Regions from separate parts of the Mus musculus genome. Here region 1 is linked to region 2. A link is a contact called in public Hi-C data. All regions are on one chromosome and are shown on one strand. Each heading gives the region's core, a stretch centred on a gene start, on an enhancer-like site or on the middle of the called end of the contact. The rest is flanking DNA. Distances are from core to core; before and after follow the strand shown.

Region 1 (6,277 bases), core at 2,044-4,543, 280 kb before region 2:
TCCGTTGTTTTTGGAGAGTCCCAGCTGTTCTCTACAGACATGTTTTATGGCGTGTGGTGGACTGTCTTCACCTGACAGGAGTGCATCTTCTGGTCACTGAGCGCTTTCAGCATGCATGAGGCCTCTCTGGTCGATGCCAAGCCTGCTGCGGCTGGGCTCTGGGGGCCTTTTGTTCTGTTGGGCATGGGAACTAGGGGGCTGCAGAGAGGGATCAGTGCTTTAGAGGGTTACCAGCACCCACATATGAGTGGCTCACAGCCTTATCTAATGCCAACTCCAGGGGTTCAAAGCTACCTTCTGGCCTCTGCAGATACGCACACAGACATACAGATACATATATTGATCGTCTACCATTGTGAGATACCCTTTGAATTTACTATCTGTCTTAAGGTTCCTGTTCACTGTAATGATGGTAGCCACGCCAGCTCTTCTATGATGATGGTTTGCTTGCTGTGTCTTCTGCTCTTTTCTTTTAATCCCATTTTTATCCTTTAATTTAATGGGGACTCTGGAAGCTTATCACTGGAAGTTGCTTTTATTTATCCACACATGTTCCCTCTTCCTCTCAATTCCTTTTCTTTTTATTCCCTCCTTCCTTCCCTCCCTCTCCCTCCCTCTCTTCTTTCCTTCCCTCCCTCCCTCTCTCTTTCCCTCCCTCTCTCCCTCCTCTCCTTTCCTTCCCTCCCTCCTTCTCTCCCTCCTTCCCACTTTTCCTTTCTTCCCCTTTGAGACAGTGTGTATATACTGTTGGGTGTGGGGCTCATCCTGGAGCATTGACAACCTACCAAGTGCTACACCCTAAACTAACTCCTCTCCTCACAGCTATCAAATGCTAATAGCTCCTTGACTAGGGGTAGGACTTCCCACCTTACCCCCACTTCCCAATACTAGGATCATTTCTTTCATTTCATTTCATTTCATTTCATTTCATTTCATTTCATTTCATTTGGTCTGGCTTGAGCCTATGCAGGACTTGTCCATGCTGTCACAATTCAAATGTGGCTGGTTACCCACCTCAGAAGTGCTTGGTTAGTCCTGTAACATTTGAGTCACTCTTGAAGCAGTGAGCATATCCTACCAGATATAAAAACATTTTGGAAGATTTAGGGAGTGTTATATGCAGTTATTTTTTGGGTCTTGCTCTCTCCTCTTCCTGCTCTGTATGTGATACCATGTTGTGCCATAAGTCTTTATCTTCATTGTTTATCCTATTTGTTAATTGTGACTAGCCCACTTCTGTTTTTTTTTTTTTTTTTTTTGTTGTTGTTGTTTCTATCTTGGGTCAATTTTCCCTATTCACATTTCCAAAAATAATTATATATAATTGTTTTGCAGTGTTATTTGTTTGGCTTCATGTCTCCTTGAGCCTTTGTCTTTCCTCCTCTTCCCCATGAGTCCCCCCAGGCTTCCCTTATGAGATCAGTTTAACAATGTCTTTATAGGATGGGCAGGAGATGGGGGGGGGGGGACTTTAGTCAGTATTTAAAGCAGGTGAGGTGGCTCAGCAGGGAGGGGTGCTTTGTCACCTGACACAAGCCTGACCTGAGTTTGATACCCTGAATTCATTTGATAGAAGAGGCCCGGCTCTCACAAGTTGTCCCCTTGCTTCTGCATGTGGGTCGTGGTGTGTGCATGTGAGCACCGAGTAAATGGCTCCTTTGCTGTTTATGGGCTATGGTAGTCTGTGTGGGCTATGTTGTGACAAGAAATTTACCAGCTAGCAGGAAAGCCTGTCTCATGGTAGATGTCTTTGTAATTTTAAACTTCAACTTGTTTTGTTTCATCTTAAAAATTTAAAAGGAACTTAGATATTTTCTGGTAATGTAATTTCAAAATCCCTGGATATTTTGGGATAAAACATTTAAACTTTGTCGCCTTGCACCTGGCTTCTACAGAAGAGAAATGAGGTTGGTGGTACTGTTTGTTCTCTGTCAAATTTCTCAGAGCAAGGAAGTGTGTGTCTGTCCACTCAGTTGCTCAGCCCTCTTTGGCCTGAGCCAATCACAGTGGTCTTAATTCCTTGTTCCTAATTGGTTCAGGGTGGGTCACATCCCCCCTGCAGCCTCGGATCCGCTGAAAAGCTGTGGGAAATGTTCCTTTTTAAAAACCCCACCACCTTCCATCCTGAAAGGGCCTGGCCCGTGACAGCCGGGGCTCGTGCCCTCGCTGCAGGCTGCTGCACCTAGCTGTGCCTTCTGCATCTATTGCATTCCACGCACTCCACCACAAGAGAAAACCAACCAGCGAGCAGGGGCAGGCTCTGCCGAATGTCCCCAGACTATGTGAGGTGGCACACACCCTCACTGTTGGAAAAACTGGAGCCTTCCTATGACCTGCAACCACCTTACCATGGTAGTATGTGCACAGCGGATGGAAAGCTCAAGTAGGAGGTTTTTGCGAAGGGCTTGATGATGCTCACACACAGTAAGACTTCTACATCTTAGCTCTGAGTGAATAAAGCAGTTGCAGCTGTGAAATCTCCCCTCTCTGACCCCTTCTATCCATATTCTCATTGCTTGGTAAAAATGACATGCGAGTATACCAATTCTAGGCCAAGCAGAGTATGTTCCCAGAATTCCCAGAGGCTGACCTCATATTAACTTCTAGAGGAAAAAAAAAAAAAGGATTCTTTCCTTCTCAGCTTGGTATATACCTGGCCAATTGCCAAGAAAAGGTGGCAGCTTAGAGATAAAGGTGTCACCTGCGCAAAGCCAGTCTCCCTCTTCCCGCCGCCTCCTGAATAAGCGTAGACCAAGTTGGCCTTCACAGGGCCTTTCCTTGAAGGAGAATTATTTACATTGATTTACCTGTTCCAGAGTAAGCATTTCAGTGCTGGACAAAAGAAAAATCATCTCAAAGACAGCAGGATCGCCCAGGGGTTTCCTTCAGTGACGCACTAAAGCTTTGTCCCTTTCGAAGAAGTCTGTAAAGACTTCAGAAACAGACACAGGAGTTTGATGCGGTTTGGACACGGACACCATGTGCCGCAGACACTGCCAGAATTGAAGAGGCTTTTGTCCTGAGTCCCACAGAGCATGTTACTGTAGCTGGGGGAAAAAAAAAATCTGTGGCCAAACAGCCAGAAATCTGCTAAGCTGGAAACCTTGGAGTCTTTAGCTTCTCATCCCTGGCTCAGGTCAAGCTCAGCTAGCTTGCTTTTGCCCTGCCCCAGGCGGGACCCGCGTTGGCCTCTACAGAGAAGGACGGACGGCATAAGGTAAGTGCAGGACAGGCATCCCAGTCAAGACTCAGCTTTCAAAGCATGCCTCAGATGGCTGCTCACCTCAGCAAATGGCTGAACAGAGGAAGCTTGGAAACAACAGAGACCTTCCCTCAGCTCCTTTCCAGCAAGGACAAGTATGCGATTATATAATAAGCTTTGTCTCCTGGCACCCGGAGAGCTGACCTACAATGTCAAATGTGCAACTTATTAAGCAAATTCCACTGAGCCTACAACACACACTCGCCTTCTTAGGACGTTCAGTTTCTTTACCGAGAGAGCCCTGCCCTCCATGGTCCCCGCTGGCAAACCCACTCTTCTCTGAATCCTTTGCTTTGTAATCACACAAGGTTTCTCCGTGGGTTTTTAAGAATACAAAATAAGTTGATCTGCTCCCATTGCCCTTTCTGTCCGTGATTCCAGAGACCATAGATAATTGTTTAGGCCCCGTTTCACAATGCTATTCTGTTGGAGAAAATCTTTCCATAGTAGCCTGCCTCCTCAGGCAGGCAGAGCTTTGTTTTCTTCATTGAGATGTATACCCTGACAGATGCCTGGCTTCTCCGAACGTGGGTACACAGCCGTGTTCCCTCTCTAGTCTAGAGACCTTGACTGTGCTCCTGGGTCTCTCCCCTTCCCGGTGAGCAGACAGGGTGCGTGGTTGTGCCTTATGTGAGTGGGTTGTTGTCAGTTCATTAACTGGCAGAAGTCATAGTTTGCTGAGGCTAGATTTAAAAAGCAAAACAAAACAAAACAAAAAACCCTTCACAGGGAGCGCTGTGTCCCTGTCACCACAGATTAAGTTTTGGAGACACAGATGGCAGCAGCTACTGCTGTGCACACTGATATCCAGCCTGATGCAGGTGCTGGAGGTATAATAGCATTTGTGATGTTTGTTTGTGAGCAAGTCCACATGTCTAAAATTAACATCCGTGATAGGAGCTGAAAGCAGGTAAACATGGGCAGCCCCATTTTTTGTTCTAATCCCCAGTTGGAGTCCACTCTGGAAGCACAGTCTGTATGCAGTGTGCACAAGTACACACGAAGTAGTTTATTTTGTTGTATAAGTTGTAGCATTTTACTTACAGTCATTGCTCTGTGCCTTTAAAGTCACCATATGAGTGACAGGTCACAATATTTAGTCTTAAAAAACCCAGAAGTATGACACATGCCTTTAATCCCAACACTAGAGAGGTGGAGTCAGATGGATCTTTGGAAGTTCAAAACCAACCTGGTCTACAAAGTGAGTTTCAGGACAAATGGGGCTATATCTCAAAAAAGACAACCCACAAGTAGTGAAAAATGGATTAAGAGATCAACTGTCTATGTGTATACTTACTCATAAAGCTATTTACATACACACATGATTCATACACTAAGTGTGGACAGCCTTCCAGACTCACTGGTGAAGGCCGACAAAGGGGAGCATAGGTGTTCTTGTTAGACTACCCTTCAGCCTCTTTCTGCCTCTCGTTCCTGTCCCCACTCTGCCTTTATCTCGCTGTCCTACTACCTCCAGCCCTTCTCCCAGCCTTCGTTCTGAATTCTGTGACGTATGCCTGCCCATGTCTTTTGTACTAGGAGAGGGTCATATAAAAGATGGCAGGAATGAAGAAGGCTGGGCTTGGAGGAACAGGGTGAAGTCCAAGGACCACCTGTCTTTCTTGCCTGCTCAGAGATAGGTGAAGGGTTTAGAGTTGGTATCCAGACACAAACAGAACCAATTAGATACAGAGCACACACTGTGGGTGGATCAGTGACAGAAAATATTAAAGTCTCTGATCATGCAGGATACACAAATCTAAAGCCTTGGACACTGGGAAGGGAAGAACACAGCAAGCAGGGAGCCCATGTGTCCAGTCAGAGTTAATGTTCACAGCAGCATCTGTTTGTACAGGGAAGCAAGGCTTATGTGAGATAATCCTCTAATCTGGGTTCATCTGATGCGGGACTTCTTTCACATCTGTAAAAACCCTTTGCACAGTACCTGGATTTGAATACCAGAGGCATATGAGTACAAGATGGCTGCTGTTTCCCTTCCAGCCAAATCTTGCAAGAGCAGATGTCTTGATCATTTCTTAACGATAAACATATTAGGAAGGGAATCCTGAGGATCTATAGTTTAGCCTGTACAAATTGAGAGTCTATATAAGTTACCAACATGATGGGCAGCCATAAGTTTAATGGAGTGTGACCACAGGCTTAGCTCTAATACCTATTGAGAGAAGAGGATCCAAATGTTCAACTTCTGTGCTTTTTCCACAGCACACTATGGTACTTGCAGGGTAGAGCCAGTTCACAGCTCAGACTTTAAGGACTACTCTGCTTTGAGGAAAGGAGACAGGGTTAGGGAGTAGTAAACACATGGGGGGGGGGGATTGGGAGAGAAACATACACATACAGAGAGAGGAGAGAGGGAAAGAAAAACACACGGAAGGGAGGAGGGAGAGAGAGAACCCGATGTTCTGCCCCTTGTAGCCACACCTTTGTCATGTGACTGGAGAAGACTGCATCTAGAAAGCAACTAATTGAACAAACTCTTGGCTCCCAGACTCAGAAGTTAAGAGTGTTTCAACTTTATCGTTCTGTAACTATTAGGGACCTAAGCGAACCTAAGCATCAAGGACCCCTCCCCTCCCCAGTAAGAGAAACCAAAGCATATGTGTGTGCCTGGATTCTCTTAATCCCTGACTCCTGGGGCTAGTTCTCCAGTAGAACCCCAATGGGACAGCCTCTTCCTCTACTGCTGCTCTTTCTCTGGAATTGGCTTCCAAGAACAAGCACCCAGGGCAGGGGTTCTCAACCTGTGGGTCCTGCCCTCCTCTAGGAAATTACTGAATGACCTTTTCACAGGGGTCACCTAAGACCATCAGAAAACACAGATAATTATATGACGATCCATAACAGTAGCAAAATTACAGTTATGATGTAGCAATGAATTAACTTTATGGTTGGGGGGTCACCACAACACTTATCAAAGAGTCACAGCATTAGGGAATGTTGAGAACCACTGCTAGAGGCAAGGAACTTAGAACCCATTCTTAGATCCCTGAAGGG
Region 2 (7,098 bases), core at 2,410-4,909:
TCCATTGCCTTCCTTATTGTTGATGATTGTGTTGTTACATTTATTTCTTCTTTTGCCAACCTAGAAGACCTTAAATAACATGTTTAGGGACTGGAGAAGGTATCCATGGGTTAAAAACACCTACTGTTTCTACAAAGGGCCCAAGTTCATATCCAAGCACCCACAGTGAATGGCTCACAATGGCCAGTAACTCCAGTTCCAGGGCAATCTGACACTGCTGCAGGCACCTGCACTTTTATGCACATAAGCACATGCAAAAATATAAATATGTGCATACATTAAAATAAGGGTTTGAAAATATGCATTTATGTGACTTAAGAATTGCAGAAAGATTGAGGAAAAAGTGAAAGGTTCAAGGCCTATGTTAATCAATTGGGCAGTGTGTGTGTGTGTGTGTGTGTGTGTATTTATTTCACAGAAGAATAAAAATGGCAGAGGAAGGGTTTTTAGAAACAGATATTGGGGAGTTAACATCTGACTATTGCCTGTGGAGCAGGCAGGCTGGAAACCCTAAATGACAGATGTGATGGTTACTACAGCTGTCTGCCTCAGCTACCCGACACAGAATGCCCTGTTCCACTCAGGTACTGGGGAGGCTGATGACATTCCGGCCTCCATTCTTTCTTAAAAAAAAAAATGCTTCTTGCTGGTATGTGATCACAACAATAACACAAGTAACTCATACAAGGGCTCTCTGCTCTTTATCCTCCCACTCACTCCAGTAAGGAAGAAAGCAAGCTTGAACTTGTATTTCCAAGGCCCACATGATAAGGACTAAAGTCTATCTGTGGACAAGACAGGAGCAAGAGCCTGTGAAGAGAGCACCAAGACAAATGCCAACCTCTTGACAAGAAAATGACCAAGGTCCTTTGAAGTTGAATTTCAGCAGGGGACATTTAACAAGAAACCTGTGTAGAAGGACAGACCTTGGAGAGGAACACTCGGGTGGACCAGGAAGGGTGGGGACTTGGGAAACAGAGAAGCACGGAGGATGGGAAGACAGGAACTGGGGAAGAGTGGGCTAGAGCCAGAGAATGCAGCCCACTGCACCACGGGGTTGCTAAAAGGGCAGTTGAGACAGATAAGAGCAGCCAGGAGAAGGTGAAGCAATCATGGGTGGAGCCCGGCAATGAGTAGACCAAACAAAGGAACTTAACAATCCATCTGGGGAGAGCATGGGAGGAAGACAGAGTTGAGGAGGAAAGCGAGAATGGCCGAAGTCCAGTGAGCTGTGCAAGGGGAGTCTCGGGGCAGTGAGTCACTGTCCCACTTAGGAGGGCCCCTGGGCTGGACAACTATTTGAAGTCATCGGGAAGCTTGGCAAATTAAGAGGTTATTAAAAATCTTAAGGATAGAGCCAGCTGTGGTTGCCAAATTTATGTAATTAATGTTGAAACAGTCCATATCAGCCCTATGGAATCTTGTCATTGAGAGCTCAAACAGGATAAGTCATGGTTTATTCTTCTCATATAAAACCCTGCGGTTTCCTTTTTCGTGCTCAGCAGAGAGCAGCCTCCTCAGTTTCCCTCCGAGTACTTTGACTGAGACAAATATCATTACAGTAGAGAGTGACTAGTCCACATCTTTGATGGAGGTCTTGCTTTGTAGTAGCTATTTAGGATGAAGCCCCTTCTTCTCGCTCAGCTTAATTCCTTAGTCACAACCCCAGTGGTGGATCAAGGACAGGAGAAGAGGGAAGTGGGAATCACAGAAATGGCCCTTAAGTCTCTTCTAGAATCTTGGAAGTGGCTTTTTAGAGTGCTGCGTTGAAAGAGATCTAGGACTACAAGTCTAACCAAGAAAATGTTAAATGGCTTAATGGGAAGAGGGGAAATCCTTTGTCTGTCCTGTCAAAATCTCCGCCTTTGATGGAGTATGTGCACGTGTGATTAACTCCACTTGTGGATCAGGACTTCCATGATTCCCTGTTTCATTTGTATGTCATAGGCTTGGGGCAGATAAGTGATACTACAGATATGCTAGGCTTTCACCTTTCCTCACAGGTCATCTCCAAGTGCCTCCATTTTTGTTTTGTCAAATGCTCTGATAGGTTTTGGATCATTTTTGACATTACCTGCCTATGTTACTGCCCAAACACATGTTTGTTTGTTTGTTTTTTCTGTCATTAGGCACCATTTCTCTAGGATCTTGATGGCAGCATCTTTCTGACCTCATTGAAGCCTCTGTGAATTCTATGGCTACTGTCATAGGAATGACACAGAGCAATGCTGAAACTTGCCTGTTCCTCCACAGCCTGCACATGGGCTGCTCAAACCTGCCGTGCTGGTTACTTAGAAAGTCACAATTTTCCAAGTGTGGCCAAGTATGTGAGCTTCTCACCCATCCTCGCCATTCAGAACATTACTAGAGGAGGTGTCTACCTTTACGAGAAGGGGAGGGGGGAGGAGGGAAGGATTGAGTGAGGGGGTAATCAGAAGGGGCAGTGGGCAGGATATAAAGTGAATTAGTAAAAAAAATTAATTTTTAAAAGTTAGAAAAAAGTTTCTGATAGTACTTAGATCACTGATAAACTGTAGTCATGGCACTAAGGGATGCTGAAAACATGTTTTTCTTCAGTGTTGTATCTTTGTGTGTGTCTCTAGAGCCAACTAGGTTTTTAGTGGTGATTGCAATTCAATAAAAATTCACTGTTACAACTTAAGCATATCACTAAAAGTATTTCAAAGTACACATAATAGTTTAATACTTTTATATAGCTAGCTTATTTTCATGTATATGTATATACCTTGTGAAGATATATATAATCTTCAGCAAGCCAAAAACAAATCAAGGCTATAGACATTCATAAGTCCCTCACACAGATGGATAGAGGAAGGAGTGGCGAGGACCCTAATTCGTTTGACCAGAGGCTCCCAGGATGTTGGGGAGAACTAACAAGGACAAATTGAGCAATGGAGTGGGGAGCCAGTGACACTCTAGGCCACCCTCATCCTCTGTTCTGAGGGAGCTCCAGGAAGCTTGAGTTCAGGGGCAGGTCATTGAAGAGAAGTTGCAATTCTTGAATGAAGAGCTGCTGAGGCGATGCACATGGCTTTTGGTTCCCTCTGCCATCCTGTCTGATAATGGCTTCTAAGCCATGGTAAGAGGAGCCTTTCGAGTTTGTAACGATTCCTCAGGGTTAGTAGGAGAACCTTGTGGACATTGTCTGCCATGCCACATTCATCTGTTTTAGATATCAGGCATCTGCATGGGATTTAATTTGAAGAAGAAAGCGTTCTGTTACTTGGGGGGAAATCTTTGGAAGTCATTCTACAAGACTGTTTAACCTCTGGCAGTGCTTAGCTCTTCGGGACATCTGGATAACTTTTAGCCAAAGGATTTGCCACTAGCAAGGTAAACAGAGACATAGGATCTAGAAGCCAGGGTGATGATCATTCTTAAGACATGGGATTAGAAGTCATGGGGATTTGGTCATCAGGTCACAGGAGGTGGCCCACCCAGGCTGTGACAGAGGAAAGCTGAAGCAACCAGGCCTTCAGCATGGGATGTGTGCTGTGCAAATGGGAAATGAGAATGAATGCGGAGGGAAGGATTCAATAAACTCCATCCACTCCACTGGTAAGCTTGTCTCACTTCAGGTCAGGATCTGGGACTGGATAATGACTTAGGAAAGAGTGAACACAGGTTAAAACCTAGTACAGCCATGATGGCATTTACCTATGAGCTACCATCCTTATCTTTACCATCATGAACTCATCTTCAAAAATCAATGAGAATTTCTTTTGTTCTGCAAAGGGACAATCAGAAGAACTGCTGTTGGAAATATGGTGTTTCATAGCAGGAAAACAAGATCAGCAGAATAAATGCTCTGCTTCCTGGACCTTCACAGAAACACCAACCCACAATGTTAGCACAGCGAGGAGGAGAAAATGGCTGCCTGCTTAATCCTGGATAAACTTGGCCTGGGGCTGAAAGCTGAGATGCAGGGCTAGGCTGCCCTGGCTTCTTCACAGTAATCCCCAGTACTCCAAACACTCTGTCTGGGTCATCTCTCCTGGTACTTACACCTCCCTGTGGCAGTGATGAACTCGCTGCTGCACCAGGCATTGTGGGGAGCTGGAAACCTGATAGCATCGCATTATGCAGTTATGTGGGAACTCTGGTTTCTGGAACAGAGCGAGGTTCCCAAGCTCTGCTCTTGTACGGTTTGGGTGTGTCTTTCACAAAACACTCTTTATGGGAAAAACAGACTACAATGCTAGCTAGCATTGGTGGGCCCTATTTCTCAATAGTGACATGAAACTGATCCGCTTTTTTCAGACAGTTAAAAAAAATGACAAAATTTGCTGATAACAATAAACAACTCCTTTCTCCATCTGATGTTTGTCTCCTGGCTGGTTTGAAAACTCTCCTCTTGGGTAACTTAAATTATTAATTTGAAAGTAGCACAATAACTCTCTACTCCTAATGGTTCAGATGTCAGAAGTTTACTTCTTAAGAAAATCATTGCAGTTACAAAGAAAGTAATGATAATATTTAGGATTTATTGAAAATGAGCATAGCAAGTGATAAGATTTTGTGCTTTTGATAAGAACCAAATTCTGGGCTCAGCAGTTGGGAGCAGTTGTTGCTCTTCCAGAGGACCCAACACCTGTGTAGCGCCAGTACCAGGGGATCTGTATCCCTTCTGTTCTCCAAGGGCTCCAGGCACACAGATACAAGCAAAACACTCATACATACACATTAAATAAATAAATAAATAAATAAATAAATAAATAAATAAATAAAAAGAACTAAATTCTCAGGGCTGAGAGTTAAGAGTGTGAACTTACCCAAGTTTGGTTCCCAGTACCCACACCGAATGGGCCACAACCACCTGCAACTCCAGTACCAGGGAATGGAACATCTCTGGACCTCTCAGGCAACTGGACTTATATGGGCATACCCACAAGAGTCGCAAATACACAAACATAATTAAAATAAAATAAATCTTTAAAAAAAGAAAAGAAAATGTCTCCAGTGGACAGTGGGTCACATGTCCTCAGAGAAAGCATTGAGGAATGCGGTGAGCACACAGAGAGGTAGGAATATGGAGACTGCAGAGCTGTGTGTCTTCATTATCCATTTGAAAACACAATGTCACTTTGAGCCTTGAAAGCTGTTCTTCCAGATCCTCAAAGTGAGGACCTGGGTGTTTAGGAGTGCCTCCTGAGAGAGCCCTAAATACTACTCCTAACGTTGTGCTAGAGAAGCTGGAGAACATGAGTTTCCTCCTGAGCAAGACTGAGCAGGAGGCTGAAGAGGAGGAGGAAAGAGTCAGGTTGGGATGTAGAGTGAATGAACTGCTGGAAGAATGAGGTAGAACTCAGAACAGCTTATCATGTTACTACTCAAACCCCACGTGCATGTATGAGAATTCTGGAATGGTCTGGAACACGCATGTCAAGCCTAAGAACAGACAATTTCAGACAATGGTGCGTGTGTCAACTGTTGGGTTTGCCCCAGGATGCATAAGTGCCAGGCATCTTCCTCGCCAATACCTCCTGGAAGCCCCAGAACCAGCATGATTGCACCTATGTGTGGCTATGTGTTGGTGACACGTTAGAAGCCAATTACTCAGCAAACTTCATGGACAGGTAAGCTGCCTTGCTTTCAGGAAGTGCCATTTAGACATGTGGCCAGCTCTTCTTAAATGAGCCAGAGGGAAAAACCTAGTGATATCCTATCATGGGAGTTTCCAGAGGTAAGATTGTAAAGTCTTGGATGATGTCACTTCATAATTAGTTGCAAATGGCTTTCACATAAGGGAAATTTCCAACGGAAAGTGAAAGATTACTTAAGTGTCTAAATTTTTATTTAAAAAAATCTGAGAAAAAAACTATATATTGCAGGGTTGTATGTCTGTTCCTGACATATTAGCTGTATTTCGTTTTAATTTTGGAAATTTCTTATTTAGATTCAGTATCTCCATATTTATATTCGCTGTCAAATCTAGGGCTGTGCTATGTTTGAAGCTGGGAACCCTGTTATACTTTCTCTTCAATTACACCTTAGCCAGAAAGGGCATACCCAGGAAGAAGCAGAAACCCCAAATTATGCTTTTTCTAGACAGTGTTCCACAGGACTGGCAAGGATGCTGACAAGTGACAGCCAGTGACTAGCTTTTTAAAACGTTAAATGGGGTGGGGTGGGGGGGTGTCATTGCCAGTCACTTAAGAAACAGCCATCAGGCCCACACAGCCAGCACTTAGGGAAGTACTAATATCCCTACCTAACAAAAACGTAACTGTTCAAATATATGCTGGTGCTCTGACAGGAAAATGTGTTGTCTCAATGGTCTCCCACAGCACTGTCAGAAATGATGCACAGGTGAGGGTGAAATGCCTGAAGAGGAATGGATTCTTCACATGGTTTCCTGGCTGAAAGTTTCAGCTACAAAGAGCTAGGAATTCTGTTCTATTGACTGCAATTATTGGGACTTTCCATACAGATGGATTTTTAATTTTTTTTTAACAAACAAATCCCAGCCCAAGACACGATGACACAATGGGACAGCAGCTGTAGGGTGGGACTTGTTTGTAGCCTCATCTGAGGTCAGTGTTAAGCAAACGAGGTCAGGCGAGAAGGGGGCACCTAGTAAAAAGCCTAGTGATATTCCCCAAAGGGTTGAATTGCCAAGAACAGGACAGCAGTGCTATTGTAACTAAATGTGGGGCCTTCATTAGCAGTGATGACTTCCTGTCAAAATACTTAGGATCAAGGACCTTGCTACCCTTTAGGAAAACAACTAGTTTCAGAGTCTGGGGCCTGTCTGTAACTTTTATTTTAACAGTTGGCCAAAAGGCTTTGGAACCCATAGCTTTCTTCCTAACCACTCCCCAAAAATGGTGTTCTAAAAGATGTACCTATTCTGGAGCTGAGAAAATTCTGATAGCAGAAAAGTAGGAGTGAGTGATGCCTAATATAGCAAGCTCTGGTTGGGCAGATCCAGAGACCTTTGTGTATCTGACTTCCTAGTAAAGTTTGCCTTTGGGTACACTTAGTTCTCAACAGATGCGGCAACTCAAGTTGTCGCTCCTTTATTCTCTCACATATCACCTGGATGTTTTGCTAAGTGCAGGAAAAGTGAAAGAAGAC

The links. A called contact is a pair of places that touch in the nucleus more often than the background predicts.
Region 1: a Hi-C map of embryonic stem cells shows a contact between it and region 2, with 2.3 times the contacts expected there. The contact joins two enhancer-like sites. A contact is called at or near these places in 8 of 39 promoter capture datasets (the 3T3-L1 cell line, 3T3-L1-derived adipocytes, the HPC-7 cell line and 4 more), 3 of 15 datasets of contacts at CTCF or cohesin (embryonic stem cells, pro-B cells and stem cell-derived epiblast-like cells) and 14 of 484 Hi-C or Micro-C datasets (embryonic stem cells, pancreatic cancer cells and trophoblast stem cells).

The regions. Positions count from the first base shown.
Region 1 is chr2:125,556,332-125,562,608 of GRCm38.p6, reverse strand. It overlaps a transcript of Cep152 not described here. Among named protein-coding and RNA genes, the nearest start is that of Fbn1, 53 kb to the right of the region's middle. Within about 2 kb of position 3,293, at least 27 of the 459 cell types and tissues checked have an H3K27ac peak or open chromatin away from gene starts, as enhancers often do.
Region 2 is chr2:125,272,757-125,279,854 of GRCm38.p6, reverse strand. No RefSeq gene overlaps it. Among named protein-coding and RNA genes, the nearest start is that of Dut, 29 kb to the right of the region's middle. Within about 2 kb of position 3,659, at least 22 of the 459 cell types and tissues checked have an H3K27ac peak or open chromatin away from gene starts, as enhancers often do.